Regions from separate parts of the Acanthopagrus latus genome. Here region 1 is linked to region 2. A link is a contact called in public Hi-C data. All regions are on one chromosome and are shown on one strand. The core of a region is the stretch at or near the end of the contact, and the rest is flanking DNA. Distances in the headings are between cores, read along the strand shown. Region 1 holds the start of LOC119009621 (NHL repeat-containing protein 3-like). Region 2 holds the start of bms1 (ribosome biogenesis protein BMS1 homolog).

Region 1 (4,897 bases), core at 1,264-3,763, 160 kb before region 2:
ACACGTTGTATGCTGCGCCTGCATAGTGAGACTTGGATAAAGTATCTTGCAAGTTTTCCACACCATGGTTATCGACCACGACTTGGGAAGGCCGTTCAAAACCTCAGTTCTAGCCTGACTGATCCATTCCTTTACCACTTTTGATGTGTGTTTGGGTGTGTTGGAGCTCCCAACTGCACCCAATCTACTGATGGTGACTGTGCCTCATGAATTTAAAGATAATCCTCCTTCTACATTATCTAATTTACTTTCTGTAGAGCAGCAGATCCACTGGCTGCAGAACAGGCCCACAGCAACATGCTTGACTCTGTTGTGTGCTTTGGATTAACAGCCTCACCATCTCTCTTCAAATATATAGCTGCTCATTGAGTTTCCCTTTTTTTTGCCAGTGTGATCAGCAGCAAACTTCAGTGGAGCTTTAAGTGTCTTGATCAAGGGCTTCTTTCAACACAGCAGCTTCTCAGCTCATGATGATGTAAAACACACCTGAATGTGGACACTGACACCTGTCTACAGCAGCTTCTAATTCAATGAAGACTTGTCTTTTGGTGGTTTTTGGTAGACTCTTGACCATCCTGACCAGATTCTTCCCTCAGCAGCAGGTGATAGTTTGTGTTTTCTGATTGTGGCGGTGACAAATCTGTGCCGTGAAATATATATGTAAAGCTTTGAAACGACTGACCAAGTGACTTTCCTGACTTGTTCAAATCAATAACGTTCTCTTTCAGATCAAAGCTGAGCTCTTTAGACTTTCCCATTGTAGTGTTTGTGGCTGATGGCTGTATCAAATAAGTCCTATTAAAATAAGTGTCATCAGCTGTCATCAATCAGAATCACTCAAAAGAAGTTAAGAGGCCATGATAAAAAGAACATTTGATTCACATAACATTCTATAACCTCCCTTTTGACCCCCAACTGTAAATCATAGGGTTAGCACACCACTGCAGCCAGTGTAAAGAGTAAGTTTGATCCCTAAGTTCTTTGTGTTTTGCTGATTAAGGTTTTTCAGTCATCCAGGTCATGGTAATTCAAAGTGCTGTATCGTAGACAACTTGACTTGTTTTGGTTTCTTGGGAGTTGTTTCACCTGTCATCCAAGAGATTTCTTCAGTCTTTTTGTTAATTTTTGTTTGTTTGTTTTTGTAAAATGTCTCCTCAAAGACTCTACCAGCCATCTGGAGAAAAGAAATGCATATATTTTTGGTCTCTTGGTGCCCAAATGGTTCACAGACATACCATACATGTGACGCTCGAAAAATTAGAATATCATGCAAAACTTATTTTATTTAAATAATTCAACTTAAAAGGTGAAATTGATATATTATATAGACTAATTACATGCAAAGTGAGATACATCAAGCCTTTATTTGTTATAACTTTGATAATTATATCTTACAGCTTATGAAAACCCGAAATTCCGAATTTCAGAAAATTTGAATACTGAGATCTTTGTTGCATGTCATACCTCACCAATAGCTACCCTTTATTTTCGCCTTCTTTATTGTCATGTCGGCTAAAATTACGGTATCAGTTCAAAATCCACTGCCAATGTCCCTCATTAACACAAAGGAGTAAGTTTAGTGACTGATGAATAAATGAAACTTAATCATACCCCGAGTTGGGTTTGGTACACTGTGTTTGCTGACAGTGTACGTTAGTGTGTTGAGGCATTTCAAAATGAGCTGCTAACAGCTAATTATTATCAAACGGCCTCGTAAACAAGTTAACTAACGTTAGTAACACGTTCACATCTCGCTGTTAACACTTCGTTAACTCTCAACATGACACAGCCACAACAACACTATCAAGTTTGCCAGCATTATAAATCACCATAAAACGTATTGCTCTCTGTCGAAGACAAATTCAAAATCTATCATATTTAGCATGTCCAAGCTACCGGACAACAACACGTTCATCGCAAATAACAGGGCGGTTAGCTGCTAACTTACTGTGGGAGCTAGCTAATATAGCTTACCTCTTCAGCCTTCTAGCTACAGCAACGTTAGCCTGTTATTGCAACACCAACAGTCCAACTTACAAGATTGAGCGGGCTGTCCACCACCTCCATGAGTCGATTCTTCGAAGGCTTACACTACATGAAAGGTGTCTGTGTCCCTCTCGGACTGTCATTCGCACTGTGATGAAAAAAAAAATGTTGAAAAATAATTTCAAGTATATTGTGAGAGTGAAGCCCAGTCTTCTCCACAATCGCGCTGCGTCATCACGTTGTGACGTAGGAGCAGCTAACTGTCAGCGACGTCAAGTTACCGGATGTTGTCAAAGCTCGTCCTGAAATTAAAAGCCTTAAAATAATAGGGTTGAATTTGTCGCAAGCTGTGGTCCATGTAACACAACTTTGGACTCAGTCTTACATATATTCATTCACATATTGATCTGACCTCTCGCTGGTCCTTTAACCCACACAATAGAGCATCAGGCAGAAAGTCTGTATATCCCTTTTTCTTAGTATTATTGTGATAGTGTGAACGGAAACACTCGTTGTTAATCTGTGGTGCTTGATGAGACTTTTATTTTCGTTTAGACTTAAGGAAGTGAACATTCACTGAACGAGGCCATTAGCTCTGCAATGTGGGTAAAATTACTGGTAGCACAGTAACGTAGTAACGACTCACCTGTGTTCCAAAGGTGAGATTATTTCAGCCAGCGACCTGACATGCGCTGTTAAATACTTCTACAGATCCAGAGCTAACGGAACCGAACTAGGGTATCAGACCAAAACCAGCCTGCAGCGAACCACGCATGTTGTTGAAAAAGAGAGGCCATACCTGTTTGATAGTATCCAGTATGGTCTCATTACTTCTGCTCATGATGGTGCTGTACGGTACCATCAGCACCCAGAAGCCAGGCAGCCACAGCCTCAGACACGACTACCAGCTGATGGGTAGACCCCTGTACAAACTGGACCTGAGCTGGCCCAAGAACCCAGAGCTGTTCACCGGGGAGGTGTTTGGAGTGGCTGTCAACCAGTATGCTGGTGTGGTGTATGTGGCACAGAGAGGTAAACATGCTATTTAAGCCTGATCCCCGTGTTTACGGATTGTGATGTGTAAATGAGAGATCTGTACACCTGCACATCGAGTGCAGGGGTGATGCTGTTAGGAATTTAAAGCAGCTACAAGAAACTTTCATTTTGTGTTGAAACCCAATAATACATTTGGTGCCATTAGGCAGATAGGTGTTGTCGTAGCAGCACCGTAAGAACAAATCATCATGTTGCTGCTGATTGTGTAATTTTGTTCCCTCATGATTTGAGCAGGTACACAATGCAAGCGTGTCACAGACCTGGCTCACAGTTTAAATCACCTCACCTGAGTCAGATGGTTTAGTTCCAGGTCCTGATCATGTCCTTGCCTACTCTTCAAGCTTATCAAGCTCTTGTCTCCTCTAAAACTGTGCATTGTACTGGAACCACATTAACAACCACTTGCAGCTGTATTTTGCATATGATTTGCTTTCCTTCCCTATTCTTTTGTTATTTCTCGTGGCCACAGTCATAGGAATGCAGTAAAAACAGACTTTAACAAAATCAAATCACTATAAAATGTGCTGCCTTGTGTGTTTGCCTTTGCTTTGCTCCTAGGTGACAATGTGCCCAAGGTCCTGGTGTTTACCACTGATGGAGATTTCCTCATGTCCTGGAACACAACCACCCTAGAGATGCCTCATGGGATATTTCTAGCAGATGCTGCCACATCAAACCCCACTGTGTGGATCACAGATGTGGGTAACGGTCCATATGGCCATTGCATCAAACAGTACTCGCCTTCTGGGAGCCTCCTGCAGGTGATGACTCTATCTAAGACTACAGATCTTTGGTTCAGATTCCACAAGCTTGGTTTCCATTCAAGTACTTAAGGTTGTTCACTGAATGAGACAAGCCAAAAGTTGCTTGTTGTTGAATGTGTCTTGTATTTGTCAGGTGCTTGGTACACCAGGAAAACCAGGCTCTGGGTTGAACCCTCTGCAGTTTGACCAGCCAGCTGAGATCTTTGTCCATGACTCTGGAGAGATGTACATCGTGGATGGTGATGGTGGGATGAACAACCACCTCATCAAGCTGTCCAAAGAGCAGGAGGTGTTGTGGATGCATGGAGAGAAAGGACAAGGCCTGGCTCAGTTCTACATCCCCCACAGCGTGACCGTGGACAACGCCCAGAGGGTGTGGGTGGCCGACAGGGGGAATAAGAGGATCCAGGTTTTTAACTCCATCACCGGGGACTGGCTGGGGACATGGGGAAGCTGCTTCACTGAGGATGCGCCTTACTCTGTCCGCCTGACCCCAGACAAGAAGTACTTTGTTGTTGTCCAGCTCAACACCAATCAGATTACGCTCCTGGATGCCCCACCGGTGGGTTTGATTGGCCAGTGCAGAGTGGTGAGTGTGATCCAGCTGGCTGATGAAGTGAAGCCCCACCTTGTAGACCTGGACCTGAAAACAGGGGCCCTGTATGTGGCTGAGATTCAAGCTCAGCAGGCCCAGAAGTTTACCCCCTTCAGTCTTGGTGGGAGTTTCCTTATAAATCTTTAACTGAAGAATTTAAATGGCATCATTGATCACAAACTGTCATAACAAAAGCATCACCAATTATTTCCAAATTGATATGAAATGTGCACGTGTGTTATGTATTTTACAGTCATATGAACAAGAAAACAGTACAAAAGAAAAATGTTTTTCCTTGACAGCCCTGTCGCAAGGATATTTCATTTTCATATGACTAGTTTACAAACAGCAGATATATTTTAACCAAAATGTAATCTAATGCAATCTAACTTCTAAACATCCACAAGTGATGATGTGTTTCTATTGTTTTCTTACATTATAATTATTTTTATTTTTAATTTGAATTTTGTAAATCTGGGCCTTATATTGACACGCT
Region 2 (5,241 bases), core at 760-3,259:
AAAGTAAGTTTGCCACATTTTGTGAATTTGCGGAAGAAAACAGTAGGCGGAAATGGGTGTGGCCTATATCACGAGACTCGGCACAATTCGGTGAAGGCTACATATAAGGTTTTTGAATGTGCGACAAAGTATATTGGAGTTATAAGCCAAAACGCACTTTTCTTGATTATAGCGTCACCTAGTGGTGGAAATTGAAGACTTAATTAAAATAGAAATTTTCGGCAGGTGTGACATATATTCCAAGTTCCGTGAGTTTTGGGGTATGTCCAGGCAGTGAAAAAGTCTCTCCTCCAAGAAGAGAGAAATAATCAGTGTAGAGATGTGAGAATGATCTTGTGAAAAATTCATGAAAATTTGTACTGATGGATCAAAGGATCCTGTCTCAGGGACAACAGGGGCTGGGATTTTTATTGCAGATGAGAATCTTCAATTCAGCATTCGCTTATCAGACAATTTATCTGTATTTTCAGCTTAACTGTTGGCAATTTTAAAAGCTTTGGAGTGGATAGAGCAAAGTAAGGCTCAGAACAATGTTATTTGTTCAGATTCTACTGTCGCTTTGGTGGCTCTAGAAGTAGGTTCCTCTAGTGCCCACCCAGATGTGGTAATGGAGATTCTGTGTTGTCTCTTAAGAATTGAGAGTCTAGGGTGCCATGTGTGTTTTATGTGGGTGCCTGGACACTTCGGGGTAGAGGGAAATGAAGTTGGCTAGAGAGTCATTGTCTAAAGAAAACATAGATTTGAATGTCATGATGGGTAAGAGTGAATGTGTAAGTATCTGTAATGAAAAACTTGAGTTACAGTGGCAGAATGAGTGGAACCAGGAGCAGAGGGGAAGGCATTATTTTTCTTTGCAATCATCAGTAAAGTGTAAAAATTGGAGAAGTATGTTTGGGCGGAAGGATGAAGTTGTTTTTACTAGGCTGAGGCTGGGGCATTGCTAGCAAGTTGCTTAAAAGTCATAGGTAAACATTAGAATGGGTTGTGTGAGTGTGGAGAATTGGAGACAGTGATGCATGTGCTTTTTTCTTGTAACATATATTCCAGTCAGAGATGACAGATGTTTATAGACCTGTATGGTCTGGGTCTGTCTGTGATTTCCTTTCGAGGTATCTTTGCATTAGGGGAAAATCGGACTCCTTTGGGAGGGCAGTATTACAGTTTTTTTCAATTGATCAAGCACGATTTTGAATATAGGGCCCGGCTTTTCAAAACACTACACACAATTAGCACAACCATACACACAATTAGCAGAACACCTCACATCCTTTGCGAAATGAAACACTATTGTAAAAACTATACACTACTTTATAAAAATGATATTTTGTTACCATATGACTAAATTCTGGCTGAACCAGTTACACACTGCTGTGCTTAACCTAAAACACTTTTAGCAATTCTACTCCTCAGTTATTTGAGTAATGTAAGTGAAGTACACAGAGAAAGTGAAAATATACAATACTAAAAATTCACCAAATACAACACAAGACTGGGCGGCTGTAGCTCAGCAGGTAGAGCAGGTCGACTAGTGATCAAAAGGTCGCTAGTTCAAATCCTGGCTCCGGGCAAGGCTGGGCTGCATGTCTAAGTGTCTTTGAGCAAGATACTGAACCCCACATTGCTCATCAGTGAGGGCCCTGCGATGAGCTGGCGACTTGTCCAGGGAGTACCCTGCCCTCGCCCTGAGACAAGGCTGGGATTGGCTCCAGCAGCAACACCCCCGTGACCCCATGGAGAGGGATAAGTGGTTACGGACAATGACATGACAACACAAGACCAATGCTGAAGAGTGATTTATTTATCTAAATCAGTCAAAATTTCAACAATCATTGATCTTGTGTTGTATTTGGTGAATTTTTAGTATTGTATATTTTCACTTTCTCTGTGTACCTCACTTTTTTGAAAAACTGGGCCCTATATTCAAAATCGTGTACTGGCGGAATTCCAGAAGAAGAAGAAGAAGATCCAGAAGAAGAAGAAGAAGAAGAAGAAGAAGAAGAAGAAGAAGAAGAAGAAGAAGAAGAAGAAGAGCATTTGCGACAAAAGGTCGAGACCTGCTCGGGCTCAAATAATTATTAGTGTGACTAGTGTGCTGCACTCTACTCTCAACTATTTTCGTTCCACCGGAGAAACTTAATGACTTTTTCACCACTCGACAGGCAGAAAGCGACACTGTACAGGGTTTGTAGTCAGTAGAGTGCCTTAGCCTCATACTCTTGCGGAACCGTATCATAGAATGTTGTTTCCACTCGTCTCCCTTACGAAGTGACCCCTCCGTAACTCTTCCTGGCCGGAGGTCATGATACACACGTGAGTCCTGAAGAAAACGGGCTCTGACTGGGACCAGACTAGAAGTGAGTTAATTTCAGGTATTACGACTCGTACTTTGTGTTTTTGAGAATATTTAACACGTGTGTAAGCTAGCTGTCATGAGGGAACCGTAATGTGCTAGCTAGCTTCAATTCATCCAGGCAGAGACACAAACATGATGTTGTAAACAGTCTCTAGCTTGTTTCTTTATGGCCCCTCACTGCTTAGCTGAAATACATATCTGATCATCGTTCTTTCTTTTTAAATGAGCTATTTAGAGTACAGTACAGCAAATTGAATGCTAAAGTGGACATTAAACCGCTTGTGTTTTAGTGAAACCAAAGGCCTGGCTGTAACATGCCAGTCAAAAATACTTATTTCTCTACTCTACTTCCCTGTTTGTTCCTGGAATGTGTGGATTGCATTGATTAAGTATTGGCAATTACTACTGTGAGTACATTATAAAGAAAAGAGTGTGTTAGGATGCGACTGTGTATACTGTTGTGCAGAATAGAATAGAGTAGAATATTCCTTTACTGTCTCTACATCAGTTGTGTGTCATTGATTTTATTCTGTGTGTAACTGATTTATTGTGTAAGTGTATTAATTTATTGAGTGGCTTAAGAATAGACTACCCTCTGAGGAAATGATTCAAAACCAGCCAGTACAACCTGAATTTTTTTTTGATTTTGACACTATTTTAAAGTGTTTAGGCAAATTAAATCCCTATAACACTTTTAGGTGTTGTATTTTCCGGGTTTTTGAAATCGTCCAAACACCACCATCATTTCAATTATCTCTCTGCACTGACACTGACAACCAGGTGTGGAAGGTCACTAACTTTAGTTTTGAATGTGATATGAAGCTCTTCCATGCTAGCACAGTTCAGTGCTGGAAAGTCCCAGTAACTGTATTTTTACTTGGGGTCTACCCACAGTTTTTGTGCTGTAGTCGACAGGATGGACAGAAAAGTGAAGGAACAAAAGCGACATCAGCAGAAGCACAGCGGGCCAAAGGTTGAGAAGAAGAAACTGAAGAGGCAGGGAGGCTCCACAGAAGATGATGAACGGAAACGCAATCCCAAAGCGTTTGCGGTTCAGTCCGCTGTACGCATGGCCAAGACCTTCCACAGGTTAGTCTGATGCTGAAACCAATATAAGGGAGTGAAACATTTTGTATATTGATATTTCATGAAGGCACATCTTTTGCAAAGATTCCTCAGATGTGATAATTAACACTGGTTATGTAACAGAGGCAGGATATTTAATAGTCACTACCTACACTTTAATAATTGTAAATTACCCCAAGCATAGTTTTCTGCATTATATAAAAAACTGAGGCCCTGCCTTTTAGAATAGAGTATTCTTTATTGTCCCCTAGGGGAAATTTGTTATAATTGTCAAATTTGTCAGTAAACATAAAACATAATTAAAAATATGATTAAAAACAAACATGAAAGTAAACACAATAAAATAGATAGGATAAAATAAACATAGATGTACAGATATGTGCAAAGAGTAATTACAGTTCATTTGTAGGGAATGCAAGACATTAGAGATGGGTTTTGAGAAGTTTTTTGAAGACACTTAGTGATTCAGCTAATCTGACGGAAGAGGGTAGACTGTTCCAGAGGGATGGTGCCCTGACGGCAAATCCTGAGTGCGTAGTGCATAGTAGTAGCTGCCCTTACAGATGATAAGTACACATAAAATACATAGAACAGTTAAAGGCGTACACGTAGGCTATATACACACTCGTCACACATCCAATAAAAGAAAAAATAAATAATAATGTGTTGCCGTGGTGAATCATTGTCTATGAGCGTCATTGATGATGGCTTTTTTCATTCTCCACACATGAGCTTAATATACTCAGTTAGCTGATTGAGTGTAACATACTCACTCACAATTAATCAACTTTAGTGTTAGGCTAAGAGTTTGTTGAATCTGCTTTGTGCCCAGAACCCTGATGGCTCTTGTGTGAAATTGCTTTACACCTGTCAGACAGGCTTTAGTCTCTTGCAGCATCCAATATATAATGTAAATTATGCTGGCCTATATGCTCACTTTCAAGAGACACCAATTTGACATAATTCTATTAATTAATTAATGTTAAGTAGGAATAACCCTAACCTCTAAATAAAGTCCAGTATACTAGCCTAATAAAATGTGATAATGACCCAACCTGTATGAAACTACTCCTCTTGTATTTGTTTCTTTAGGGCTCAGGACATAAAGGCCAAAAAGCATCACATCCCCCTTGTAGATCGGACTCCTTTGGAACCCCCTCCAGTTGTTATTGTTGTTGTCGGGCCCCCTAAAGTGGGAAAAAGTACCCTGATCCGCTGCCTGATCAAAAATTTCACCCGACAGAAGCTGGGAAACATATGTGGACCTGTCACCATTGTCTCTGGTAAGTTTGGCCACTGACTTCTTCCTTCATTGAAGAAGTAAATGAAGAAGTAATCCTTTACCTCTGTCAAGTGCCGCTGTTGTGATATTTGTGTAGTAAGTGTTCACAGCTTTTGTAGATCAGTTGATGCAGTTTTTCACAAACAATTTGGCAAGCAAAGTTACACTGGCAACAATAAAAAAAATGATGATGATACCATGATGTTAAAAAAAAAATAGTTTTAATATATTTTTAATAGCCAAGCAAGCATAATAACACTACATGGGTCAGGAGTGAAATTATTGGAGTGAATCCCCTGAAATGTTACGATTCTATGCAGATGTGACAGTTGAGATCAGACAGGGAATGAGAGGATAGAGATGGAAGAGCAGAATTTCTGTTGTCCGTCATGTACTTCAGTACATTTACAGATTACCAGACACTTCCCGTTTGTTTCTAGAATAATGTCATGAGCCGCCACAAAAATAGAGCATTTAGAGAAGAAAGGGGCTCAAGCTTACTAATACATCAGGTGATAAT

What was found. Hi-C and Micro-C count contacts between places; a contact is called where the count stands out from the background.
Region 1: a Hi-C map of muscle shows a contact between it and region 2, with 6 times the contacts expected there. The contact joins the promoter of LOC119009621 here to the promoter of bms1 in region 2. A contact is called at or near these places in 2 of 4 Hi-C or Micro-C datasets (liver and muscle).

What each region holds. Positions count from the first base shown.
Region 1 is chr20:361,142-366,038 of fAcaLat1.1, reverse strand. It overlaps LOC119009621 (NHL repeat-containing protein 3-like), which reads left to right and starts at 2,513. Exons shown (of 3, transcript XM_037081056.1): 1 at 2,513-3,018; 2 at 3,601-3,803; 3 at 3,940-4,897. The coding sequence starts at 2,760. The coding sequence ends at 4,548. It overlaps nrbf2b (nuclear receptor-binding factor 2b), which reads right to left and starts at 2,244. Exons shown (of 4, transcript XM_037081057.1): 1 at 2,038-2,244. The coding sequence starts at 2,067.
Region 2 is chr20:202,721-207,961 of fAcaLat1.1, reverse strand. bms1 (ribosome biogenesis protein BMS1 homolog) reads left to right here and starts at 2,009. Exons shown (of 23, transcript XM_037081792.1): 1 at 2,009-2,354; 2 at 3,248-3,442; 3 at 4,532-4,722. The coding sequence starts at 3,270.